Regions from separate parts of the Mus musculus genome. Here all the other regions are linked to region 1. A link is a contact called in public promoter capture Hi-C data. All regions are on one chromosome and are shown on one strand. The core of a region is the stretch at or near the end of the contact, and the rest is flanking DNA. Distances in the headings are between cores, read along the strand shown.

The links. Promoter capture Hi-C pulls out the DNA fragments that hold promoters and counts their contacts.
Region 2: a contact with region 1 is called in a promoter capture Hi-C map of stem cell-derived epiblast-like cells, with 4 times the contacts expected there. The contact joins the promoter of Calb1 here to the promoter of Slc26a7 in region 1. A contact is called at or near these places in 4 of 39 promoter capture datasets (hippocampal neurons, liver, pre-B cells and 1 more).
Region 3: a contact with region 1 is called in a promoter capture Hi-C map of second pharyngeal arch cranial neural crest, with 5 times the contacts expected there. The contact joins the enhancer-like site here to the promoter of Slc26a7 in region 1. A contact is called at or near these places in 6 of 39 promoter capture datasets (the 3T3-L1 cell line, the C10 cell line, hippocampal neurons and 3 more).

The regions. Positions count from the first base shown.
Region 1 is chr4:14,619,917-14,624,343 of GRCm38.p6, reverse strand. It overlaps Slc26a7 (solute carrier family 26, member 7), which reads left to right and starts at 2,566. Exons shown (of 19, transcript NM_145947.2): 1 at 2,566-2,655; 2 at 2,920-3,152. The coding sequence starts at 2,960. It also overlaps a transcript of Lrrc69 not described here.
Region 2 is chr4:15,879,359-15,883,388 of GRCm38.p6, reverse strand. It overlaps Calb1 (calbindin 1), which reads right to left and starts at 2,125. Exons shown (of 11, transcript NM_009788.4): 1 at 1,912-2,125; 2 at 1,355-1,431. The coding sequence starts at 1,990.
Region 3 is chr4:12,768,352-12,772,297 of GRCm38.p6, reverse strand. No RefSeq gene overlaps it. Among named protein-coding and RNA genes, the nearest start is that of Triqk, 140 kb to the left of the region's middle. Within about 2 kb of position 1,652, at least 13 of the 459 cell types and tissues checked have an H3K27ac peak or open chromatin away from gene starts, as enhancers often do. A contact at or near this core is called in second pharyngeal arch cranial neural crest, where this site is marked.

The DNA.
Region 1 (4,427 bases), core at 1,317-3,816:
TACTTGAATACTAACCCTGTAACAGGAACAGAATGCTGTGGAGCCAGGGAAGTGTTCATGGAAGATGTAGATTTTCATAAAAGCTCGTCCATATGTGGATGAATCTCAATGCTGGCAGTAAAAGATGTGATGTCAGTACATGGCAGGTCATTAACTCTTTCTTGCTGGAACACAAGTGTCTGGGCAGGATGGGATGAATTTGCCCTCAATGTTAATGAAATTCCCCTGTTCCTTAGCATCCAACTCTTTCTGTGTGACTTCATTATTAATTTACCTTCCCCCCCCCCCCGATAGAATGTTAGTTATACCTTTTTCCATTTCCTTCATTAAGTATCTCCTAAAGCATATGTAATACCTACACTCTCCTTCCTTTCCTCCTTCGCAGTGACCGATTAATGCGCACTTGTTGGGGGAGAGTTCATGATGAGCTAGTTGGGAGCAGCAGGCAGGACAGGAGAATTCCATTGTTTTTGTTAATAGGTTGGAATTTAACGGAGGTTACAGAAATTTACACATGTTAATGATGTCATTCAAATGATGTTTTAGGAAGAAGAGCTGTCCTGTTGGTCCATATCTGAAGGAGAAGACATTCAGAAAATCTTGTGATGTCTGTAGGTGCTCGCTGGACATTCAGGGAAGAGATGGCCCATATGGGTGGTATATAGTATTGAACATCAAAGTACCTTCAGTCACTGAAACTTTCAAATAAATGTTATTACTCCTGAATTTTATGCACTGGCCTAGTCATTTTGAGAATTTCATGTGTGTGAAGAAATTCCTCATAAAGCTCTCTTTGTTTGGCATTACTGATTACAAATAAGACTGATACTGTGCTGTGGAGCGAGGTTTAGACAGGCTTTAAATAGTGTTGGCTTGGAAAGATATGGAAGTTGAGCTCCAGATTTAAACGTTAGGATTTTTAGGAAACATTTATTCTCTTAGGAACTGTCTGGTGAGCCATTCAGTTTCTCTCTCTCTCTCTCTTCAGCCTAGGTTTGAATTCTTTTAAATTTCATGTTTATCTTAGGAAACTAACACACAATGAGTATGTACATAATTTTTGACTTTTGTGCACACATGCACTAAAGGGAGAGACTGCCACACAGGAAGGAAAGCCAGCCTACAGTTTCTTACTGTGTGCATTTGCAATTATCTCCTCAGGCTATTTTTAGATCACACAATAAGTTTAAAATGCTACCATTTGCAGCTTCCTCTCTGAAATAGATTCTTCCCCTCTCCTTCTCCCTCTTTGTTTGCTAGGGAGTGAACCAAGGGCTTCATGCATGGTAGGCAGTAGCTATTCCACTGAATTTCATCTCAGCCATAAGACTCCTCTACTAACCTTTAGCTTGACCCTGAGTTAGAAATATATTGAAGTGTTAGAAATGTCATGTCATGAAAATAACAGAGAAATACAGAAAAAAAATCTCACACATTCATATAAATGTATATCTCTAGATCTATTTAGGATTCATGGAGTTTGAAAAAAAAGTATTGCCAAGTATTACATATGTTACAAGCAAGGGACATATTTTTGAAGTTGAGAAAGTAGCTCTTTCTCTTAATGTAATTAATGGGAAAAACACAGCAGGAATCCTGTGGAGAATAAAGGGTCTAAGTTCTTACTGTTGTAATAGCTTCCAGCATCTGATGTCTAGTCTCTGGACAAACGGACATTAGAAAGCACTGTAAATAACTACATGCTTGCTTTTCTTTCTTCTGGCTTCACGGTTTTAGTTAGAATATTGGTTTTTGGGGTTAATTCCAATGGTTCAGACCATAATACAGACTTATTCTTCTGGAGGCTGTGGGAAATAATACTATAATAAAATCTTTGACAGTCTATTCTGTTATAAATGTAACACTAGCTTTTAAAAGAATGCTCTACTAAAAGTTATATCAACAAAAATACTATTACACACATACACACACATGTGCACGCACGTGCACACACCCGTGCCGCTTCAAACAATAGTTTTAATGATACTGAATTTCTCAATAAATTTTATTTACAATGACATAAGTGTGTTAATTAAAAACATAGAGAAACAATCAGTAAAAAGTGAATGAGCAGAGACAGGAAGAAAAATAAACTCTAGCCACAAATATTTGCTCATTGTGATACTTAAATCCTTAGCCCAGGAGATGAAATTTCAGTTTGTTTATAAGAACTAGCTAGTCCTTTCTCAGATGGCACAGTGGTTATCTGAATGTTTTTTCTATGAATGAAAACTTCATATTCCAGAGAATAGAATGACAAGGACTCATGTAGTCCCCTATCATGTTTCCGACTTTTATGGAATTGGCAATTTTTAGTGATGTTGGAAATATATACCTCACAAAGAAGTGTGGCTGTAGCATATTCTTTACAGAAAATCCTCTGGCAGTCGGGACTTCGCTTCTGCTTGTAGGAGACGCTGGGCTGGCTGGATCCTTCCTGGTTTCATTAGCATAGCCCAGCCCACTTCCACCACACGCCCAGAACTACCTCATTAACCATTGGGAATGCAGCCAAAAACATAAGACGACAGTGAATATAAAGGGAATTACTGGCAAGGGAGCTGTAACTATCTCACCACCGAACCTATTACTTTTCCAAGTTCAGAAAAGTATTACATGAACAGAAACCATTCCTTATTCAGATAAGAATTTAAGGTTTGAGTCTATAATTTTTATCTAGAATAATTAGCTGAACCACAGTAAGGCATACAGCTCAGTTGCATCCATTCGTGTTTCTGTTTCTCTCTCTCTCTCTCTCTCTCTCTCTCTCTCTCTCTCTCTCTCTCTCTCTCTCTCTCTCTCTCTCACATTTATTTTCTGGATAGCTTTGACATTGTAAACCACAGACGATTTGGAGCCTGGCATCGAAAGGAGGTGTTCTCCAACGATTTTTTTTTTTTCTCTCTCCCTTGCTTGAAGAAGTTGACTACTACAGGAGGGAATCTGAAAATCTGAAAAAATGACGGGAGCAAAGAGGAAAAAGAGAAGCGTGCTGTGGGGCAAGATGCACACCCCCCACCGAGAAGACATTAAGCAGTGGTGTAAGAGGCGCCTACCTATCTTGGAATGGGCACCGCAGTACAATCTGAAGGAAAACCTGCTTCCAGACACTGTGTCTGGGATAATGTTGGCAGTTCAACAGGTGGCACAAGGTAAGTGTGCATTTGGGTTTACAGTCTTCTGCAGAGTGGATGTCACTTTGCTTCTTGGATGGGGATTATGTTTGAGGGGTGACAGTGTAGCTAGTGAAGCAGACTTAATAAAATGGTTACTAATTTTAGGAAAATAAGCAGAGTAGATGTTTCTGTGTGTGATTTTCCTAATTGCTTTTAAAATTACTTGGCTTTTTTCTACCCCTGGCTAGGAGTTAAGCAATTAAGCAGTAACCCTTGAATGGAATTACATATTTTGCAATGTTAAATTTCATATTGGTTCAGAGTAATGGATCAGTGATTGTGAGAAATGAGCTTTTATGATTTCACTGTGCTGACATAATTTCCCACCTTCATCAAATCAAGCTATAAAACATTTCCTGTCCTGAATACAATTGCTCATGAGCCCAGTTAGCAGCACACAGTTACAGTTACCTGCTGTAGCCATGGGACTTGCTATAGCAGAGAACAAAGCTTTTTGTGCATGAAGGAGGCTTATTGCCAAGATCACTACTTGCAAAGCGAAGAATCCTGCATCCTCAGAGCTTGTGTGGACTGCACTGTGCGTGTTTAATTCTGAGGTGCAGTCCCCACAGAACTCGTGTCTCAGTGAGAAATATAACATGGTAAAACATCCCCAGAACAGATTTTTAAAAATGACACTCGTGTGTGTGTGTGTGTGTGTGTGTGTGTGTGTGTGTGTGTGTGTGTATGTGTACCTCCTTTCCTTAAAGGTATGTCCACACGAGTTTTGGCTGATTCAGGTAGTAATGTTCTACCTGTAGCCAGAAAAGGAACTGATTTCTCAACTTCCCAGCTTTAAAGGTTTGGAACAGCTTTCTTGGCAAAGACTCCTAGTGATTATATTTCCATGCAGTCTCACTACCTCCCTGGCTTTAACTATTATTTCTTCTGTTCAATTATAAGTATGCTTTTAATGAAATTATTCTGTAGCTGGAACAAACTGGTTTGTGAATTTGTGTTTTCAGTCTGATTAGGAACATCTGCATGGGTGGGGGGTTTAAGATCCACAGTGCTATCTTTATGGAATACAATTTTACTGCTTAACTCTGTGTTGTATTTTTAATGACCATTTTGCCAATAGCAAAAGTATAGTAATCTTTAAAAAATAAAAAAGTAATAACAGACCTGGGGCATCCCCAGCCTTTCTTTTATTTGACTTTAAATTCCAGATGAAACATCCTATGTCATTTGAAAATTTAGCTGATGGACTTAAGCAAGTTTTCTGTCCCCAGATGTTTAGTTTCACCATAT
Region 2 (4,030 bases), core at 876-3,375, 1.3 Mb before region 1:
CTGCATGTAATACATCAGAGTGCATTTCCATCAGTATGGAGATTCTTTTTGCTGTTGTATAGGGATTCCTACTATATAAATCTCACCATGTACAGAACAACAGCAAAAGTCCCCCAAAGAAACAAACAAAAATCAACCCCCCAAAACCCCAAAAAACAAAACAGTCGCATTAATACTGTTTCTCTCTCTCTCTCTCTCTCTCTCTCTCTCTCTCTCTCTCTCTCCCCCCTCTCTCTCTCTTTCTCACACACACACACACACACACACACACACACACACACACACACACACGAGCACTAGAAATGGTGGCATGCTGTATAATATCTAGGGATGATATGTATATTATCTTTATGTAAAAATTTCTTTGTAATTATAATCCAAAAGACCAAAGGCTATTAACATTTAACTACTGCGTATCCAACCTTGCTTTCTTTTGAAAAGCAGTCTTACATAAATGCTATCAGACCTGTAAAATTCTCAATTTACTCTTTATATAAACATCTCATATGTTTAAAAGTTAGTTGGGTATCTTTTATTTTTCCATTGACATCATCCTTTCCCAACAAATAGATTTGGCCCAAAGGAATTAATTCTTAAACAATAATTATAATTTATTTAACCAATGCTTATGTCAAAACCATAGCTTATTTAAAAACCACCACTCGTACTTTCTCTTCAGAATCTTCTCCTTTCCACAATACATGAAATTCTTACAGTGCTTTGTTTTATTGCTTTATTAATTTGGGGATTCTCTCCAACAAAAATGAAAAAAAAACCATTTCTTGCTAAATTCTCACACTTATTATGAATTGGTTATCTTTGCTCAAGATTAAGGGTCAAGGCAAGCTGTAGTTTCACCCCTCCCCCACCCCGTTCCCAGCTACTCTGACTTCGCAGCAGAAATTGGCACTAGAATCTGCAGATCTGTTCCTGACCACCAAGGGGCAGGAATGTATTTCTACCCCTTCCTTATCGTCTAGAAAAGAGAAGTTAGAAATCACACAACCAACTCAGTGGTGGAGGTGGGGAATCTGACGAAGGGTCTTGCACATCGACATTTCCTTTTAAGACCTATTAAGGAAAGGAGGATTATAGAAATATATGACTGATTTAAGATGATAGGGATTTTCTCTTTAGACACCCTACCACCACCACCAAACACACACACACACACACACACACACACACACACACACACACACACACACTTTTTCTCTTGACGCAATTTGGAAATATGTTCTCTCTCGCCTTTCTTAGTAGGTAAGCCTTTACTTTCTCCCACAAAACCTCTTTTATGAAACACAAGAATAGGTATGTCTTAGGCTTGAAGGGTCCTGCTCAAACTCAAGCCTACCAATCCAGCCTTCTTTCGCGCCTGCAGAAGCTCCTGGATCAAGTTCTGCAGCTCCTTTCCTTCCAGGTAACCACTTCCTGAAAAGACAAAGAGACACCCAGGTGTCAGATGTCTCTTTCTAAGTTTCTTCTCGGTTCTTTCCAGGACAACCGTCCTGGGAGGCTATGTACAGCCTGAGCACCGATTAATCAGCAATGAGCCGCCGCAGCGCTTAGCTTCCTAGGTGTAAAACTTCAACCGCATAAAGGGCATAGGAGGGTAGCAGGGGTGCTGGGGATGGTGTTTGAAACTTTTGGGGACAGGGTTTCCCAATCTTTGCTTCTGTCCTACCGTTACCGTTCCTAGAAAGGTGAACGCTTACAGCACGGGGATGGCGTACACTCAGTGTAAACTTCCAGGATGATGGGTAGGCAGTCAGGGGGAGACGAGATTAGACAGGGTGAAGGAAGACGGAAAAGAACAGAAAAGGATGGTTGGGATGAACAAGCACAGTCGAAGGGAAGAGCAGGGAAGGAATGGGGACGGGTCTTGCAAGGGTTAAAAAAGAAAATAATCACCGTCAGCGTCGAAATGAAGCCAGATCTCAAAAAACTGTGAGGCTGTGATCAGAGATGACTGCAGGTGGGATTCTGCCATCGTGGTGCAGCGGCTAGTTTGAGAGTGCGCGGAGCGCGAACCTCGGGCGAGAGGGCTGCGCAGGCTGAGCTGGGCGCGGCGCGGCGGGGCGCTGTCCGCGGTGCTGCTCCGTTCGGGCGTCCTCCGGAGTTCTCCGCACCCCGCACCCAGTTCTCTGTATTTATCCCGCCGGCCCCAGGCCGGGCCACGCCTCCTCCTGCCTCCTTTTCCTAGCTCCCGCCTCTTGCTCTCACCAACCTTCTTCCCCTCCCCTCCGATTTCTCTCTTCCCAGGAAATAGCTGGAGCTGGAGTTTTGGAGTCTAGGAAGCAGCAGGTGGTGGGGATCCCTTGCTCAGACTCATTTCTCCTCACATCCCCCAGGTTCAGGGAGGCTTTCACTCCTGAATGTTAGAGTAAAGCAACATACCTAGAATTGTTTGATTTTTTTTCAGATGGAAGGGAAAGCTGACTGATAAACCACGTCAGTGGAGATTTTGTCTACTTAGTATTTATCGAGGCAGTTGAGTATTTGAACAAAATCAGATGTCAAGTGTTAGTTTAATTTGATTAATGCATACGTTGCTGTGGTTAATTGTAACAATGCTTCATATTGCGCTAATGGAGACCATCACGTGGCTGTTTAAGATGTGAGCTATGCTTAGAGACAGCAGAATGCAGGAGTCTGCTGCTCTTGCTGTTGTTACTTTTTGAGCTTGAAGCAGAATTATTGGAATGTAGTAGAATTAACTTATAAGAATTTAAGATGTTAGGAAGGAAGTGATTTTATCGATGCCATTAGTTACTTGCATCTTACAAAGTAGAAACTGAAAGAAATGTCACCAGGCTAACCAGTGACTCCGTAGCAGCCCCACTCACTGATTTTACAGCTGCGCTGCTTCTATCTCTAGGTGAGGGATTTTTTTCCAGAAACTGGAAATCATTAGAGGTGGGAAAAATATCCGGCTACATGTTACAATTGGTATTTTAATATGACAAATACTGTATTTAGGTTTTCTTTTACGTAAGTATTTCTAAGTTATCTAATTGTCCATCTTTTGAGACCTTATGGTCTGCTGAAAATGAACCCTATGTGTCTGGTTACAGTAACACAAAAGCAAACCAGTGTGGTATAAACTTTCAAAACGAGCTCATGAAGCGCCACAGGTTTCACGTGTGTCATAGAATATGGAATTCACCACATTTGTGTTTCCTCCAATAGTGGGATTGTGAGGCAACCAATTGTCTTCTCCAGACAAGTCCTGCAGCCATGATACTCTAAAGTTTTCATGGATGTAAGTTTTGACTTTCATCACCTTATCTGATTCTCACACAAATCTCAGACTGATATTATACACAAAGCAAGCCAAACTCTGAGAGGATAACAAGGATATTGTTTTTACTTAAAAAGATTATGTGCATGCCCAGTTGTTTATATTTTCATCCATTCAGTGAACACTTATCAACAGCTTTTGGGTCAGGTACTTTGCTAGGTCCTGCAAGTAGTGCAATAAAACGTATTAACCTTACCTTCTGTGGCTTACAAAGGTAAAGGGGCATTTGACCCAATACACGTCAGTTACTTTTGTTCATATACCTCTTAATTTCCAGGGAAAACTGAATCTCAGCCTACCCAAGTCACATCCTCATACAAAAGTTTGTTCCTCGGTAGACACTTCCTCCATTAGCCCATGTTTACATAACATAGTTTTCCATCCTAATTGTAGACATTCCATCTTTTTTAGTGTTCTACTGTGACAAACAGCTGCAACAAATATCTTCAGATATTTATTTTAGATATACATTTTTTCCTGGTCATAGGGGTACTATTGTTAGTACAAAAGCATATATAATTTAAAATTTAAAGAACATTTCTAGATTAGTTCTTTTAGTTTGTATCAACTCAGATTAACAAGCTGTAAACATGGCATCCTCAACATCTTTGAATGTTATAGTCTTCAATTTCTTCAATTTACATTTTGATTTTCTTTTTTTTTTCATTTTGATTTTCTAAGGTAATATTTTTTCCTGGATAATTTTTTTTAGCAGAAGAAATGTAACTT
Region 3 (3,946 bases), core at 403-2,902, 1.9 Mb after region 1:
TTGTTTTGTTTTTTTCTTAGCAAGAGCTGGGCTACTTACCTGTGAACCATGTAATGAAGGGTATCATTTTTCAAAAAGAAATATAACTCTGACTATAGCTATATCTACTTTAAGAGAAATTTTAAGTAGCTTAGCATTTTCATATAGTAATTAATGTGGCTTGTTAAGCCTTAAATGTATTATTCATGGGAGCAAAGAAAAGAATGCAAATTTAACAGCATACCATTACTCATTATATGGAATCATATAATTCATACTTTATATGAACTCACATAAACTCATGATGTAATACATATTTAATTTCTTTATTCAGGTAAGAGTGAGGCTAAACTTACTCAGTTATACAACCATTTTTGATCAAAAAAGAACTTCATGAAAATGATTCCTACTCCTACAAGTAATAGAAATGATCACTATAATATAATTTCTAAATAATGGAATTCCAGACTTAGCAGAACACTTGCTTATAAAATGGTCTGTTCTATGGTATCAATGTTTCTGTCATCTTCAAATTCATAGTTTGGAACTTAGGGACTTCTGCAATGATGTTAGAGGAGTTCTTTCAGTATGACAAGGTCATTGGGATGGAGTTCTTGTGAAGGATATCACACCCTTGTAAAAGAAGGCTGGGGGAGCTTGTCAGCCCTTCTAAGCTTCCTGTATGTGTGGTTGCAACAAGAGGCATCATTGAGGAAACAATGTAAAAGTTCTTCCTAGACTTTCAGTCTACTGCTATTCTCATCTTAGACTCATTTCCTACTCTCAAGAATGCTCACATGTTTTTCTAGTACCTTAAGATACCGAAAACGGACTCATACACACAAGCTTCTAAAACACATGATCCACACATTGATCCACAAATTATAAACATCAATTTTCTACTTTGTTCTTAGTGTAACCCACAAATCCTTTAACCACAAGTTGATTCCAAGTACTATTGTTCTGTTGCTACATGTGTATGGTTATCTATATTTAAAGATATAATTATGTGTCAGTAGCAACTATAGTCTCTTTGGTTCTGATTCTAAAATCACTGACAAGAATTTTATTAGCTGTACAGCACAGAAGTACAAATATGACTCCTGAAGTTATCAGATGTGTAAATAATATACACATTTAAGGACTGAAGAGTATCATTACCAGCTAGAGAGACCACGGCACTTGCACAAAAGCAAACACGTTGATCAATAGGATAGTGGACTCAGATATAAGTCCACAGAACTACAGCCTTCATATTTTTGACAACAATGCCCAAAAAACAAATATTTATAGTTAAAGAAAGGTATGCTATTTTTTTTAAAACAAGACTGATGGCTTTCAATTACTGTCACACTAGAACATGGGTGGTAGTTATGCAGGTGGAAAGAAATTATATACTTTTGGTAACATAGAAATTAAATGACATACTGATTATTTAAATGCTGTTTTGTTTTGTTTGTTTTGTTTTTTTAAACTGCTTAAAAGTTATTACAGTAGTCACAAGTCAGCACAGACCTTTGCAAGCCTTGCCAGTGATGACTGGATGAATTAGTGTGAGAGAACACTTTATTGTAATGAAGAATTTCTTTTGTCTGATTAGGAAAGCAGATACTGTGAGCTTCTGAAAGAAGAATTCTTTCTAAACAGATGGAATTCATTTAAATAAGAACGGCAAGCACTGCGCAGACAGAAGAGCAATGGCTCCTGATATTATCATATGAAAGTACTGTCTAGGTCATGTGACTAACAGTCCGGCATGTTAGAGCCAAGCAAACCAGCTCTGGTGGCCCACATTTTAAAGAGCCATTGCTGATCATTTCACACTGGCCAGGTGTGGAATTCTGAAACCTTCCTAATTTTATGCATGTATTATTAGACCATTGCCAGGATTGTAGTTATCGCCTTACTTCATATAGTGCCTCTTTTGGCAAACTTTAAGTAACCACATTGATGTTAATCTCCACAGTTTGAGAAAGCAGATGCAGCACATGTGTGTGAAATGAGCTCCATGTGTTCAACTTTTCAACGCAACCTCTTTTCTTTAACCAGAATTATCATTAATAGTATAAGTAGCCCCACATCCTGTGTGTGTGTGTGTGTGTGTGTGTGTGTGTAATAGGAATGATTTAAGATAGCTGAAAAGAAGTTCATTTTAGCTTTTTTTTGGGGGGGGGGACAGTTATAATTAATGCATAATAAGACTAGACTGGGAAACTGAAAATTCCATTCTGAATTGAGGCAGATTTTCTCTGCAACTCTGCTGCCTCTCCATTGCCTGTCCTTCCTTCCTTTCTCTTTCTTTCTTTCTTTCTTCCTTCCTTCCTTCCTTCCTTCCTTCCTTCCTTCCTTCCTTTCTTTCTTTCTTTCTTTCTTTCTTTCTTTCTTTCTCTCTCTCTCTCTCTCTCTCTCTCTCTCTCTTTCCTTTATAGTAACATTTAGAGTTATGACGATATCCCATAATCTCCAAGTAAATACATCTGTTATCCAAAAGTCCAAATGGTCTGAAGTACATTTTTTTGGTTCCAATTTGAAAATCTGTGCCAGGAGACACTGATTAGCTGAGCTTAGATCAGGTGCCCATTCTTGGTACAAGATTATCACAGGCATGACTTCTGAGGCTTCAGGTATATAAATAAGAGACATATTTATGGGTTGAAGAGGGTCGTTACCAGCTGGACCGTTGAGATCATTGAAATAAAACAGAAGACCAAGTAAAATATATGTATTATAGCCACCTAATTTTTGACAACAATGCCACAATATATTTTGGGAAAAGCCCCTTCAAGAACTGGTGATGGGAAAATTGAGAATCTACATGATGCATAATAAAACTAGATCCTTCCCATTTAGCCTACACAAAAATAAACACCAAATGGGTTGATATGAAGCCTGGAACTATGAAAATGCTTGAGGACATTTTGAAGAAGTGCCTCTTGAGACACATGCATCTTCAAAGCCTTCTTGACTGAAACCTAGCTGTTCAGGAAATAAGGTCAACAGCTGACAGATATGACATTGTGAAATAAAACACTGATTACAGCACAGGAAACTTCATGCAGTGAAGGGGAAGTCAACACAGTGGGTGAAAGATCTTGACCAACTGTATCTTAGAGTTTTACTCCTGTGAACAGACACCAAGACCAAGGCAACTCTTTCAAGGACAGCATTTAATTGGGGCTGGCTTACAGGATCAGAGATTCAGTCCATTATCATCAAGGTGGGAGCATGGCAGCATCTACACAGGCATGGCATAGGAGGAGATGAGAGTTCTACATCTTCATCTGAAGGCTGCTAGCAAAACACTGGTTTCAAGACAGCTAGGATGAGGGTCTTAAACCCCACACCCACAGTGACACATCTACTCCAACAGGGCCACACATTCTAATAGTGCCACTCCTTGAGCCAAGCATATATAAATAATCACAGTGTGCATCTAACAGAGGATTAGTATCTAGAATATACAAAGAAAACCTCATTAAATGAAATACTTCTGCACAAATTTGGAATTGTGCATCATGAATTGCAATTTTTATGATACATACAAAGATTTTTGTTCTTATGATAACATGATGTGCAATTATGGAAAACAAAGGCTTTTAGTACTTTCCTGACAGTCCCCAGTATCAAGCTATCAAATAACTACCCAATTAGATTTTCCTGTGTTAGAATATTTGGTTTTAAAAATTGCTATTTTACTTGTTTACTAGAGTTTTGTTTGATAAAAAAATTAAATAAATTTTTGCCTGTGAGCAAGACAGAATTTCTAACAATTTTGATAATAAGCCTAAACCTGTTACATATTTTACTATGTATTCATTTGAAGTGGTGATGAGCATTAACAATTATAAAGTCAAACTAATTGTCAAAAATCTGGAAGATACTGAAAATGCCCTGTATCCTGAACTATTTAGACAAGATTTAATTCTGTACGTAAAAGTAAACAATTACAGATATATCATTTGCATGC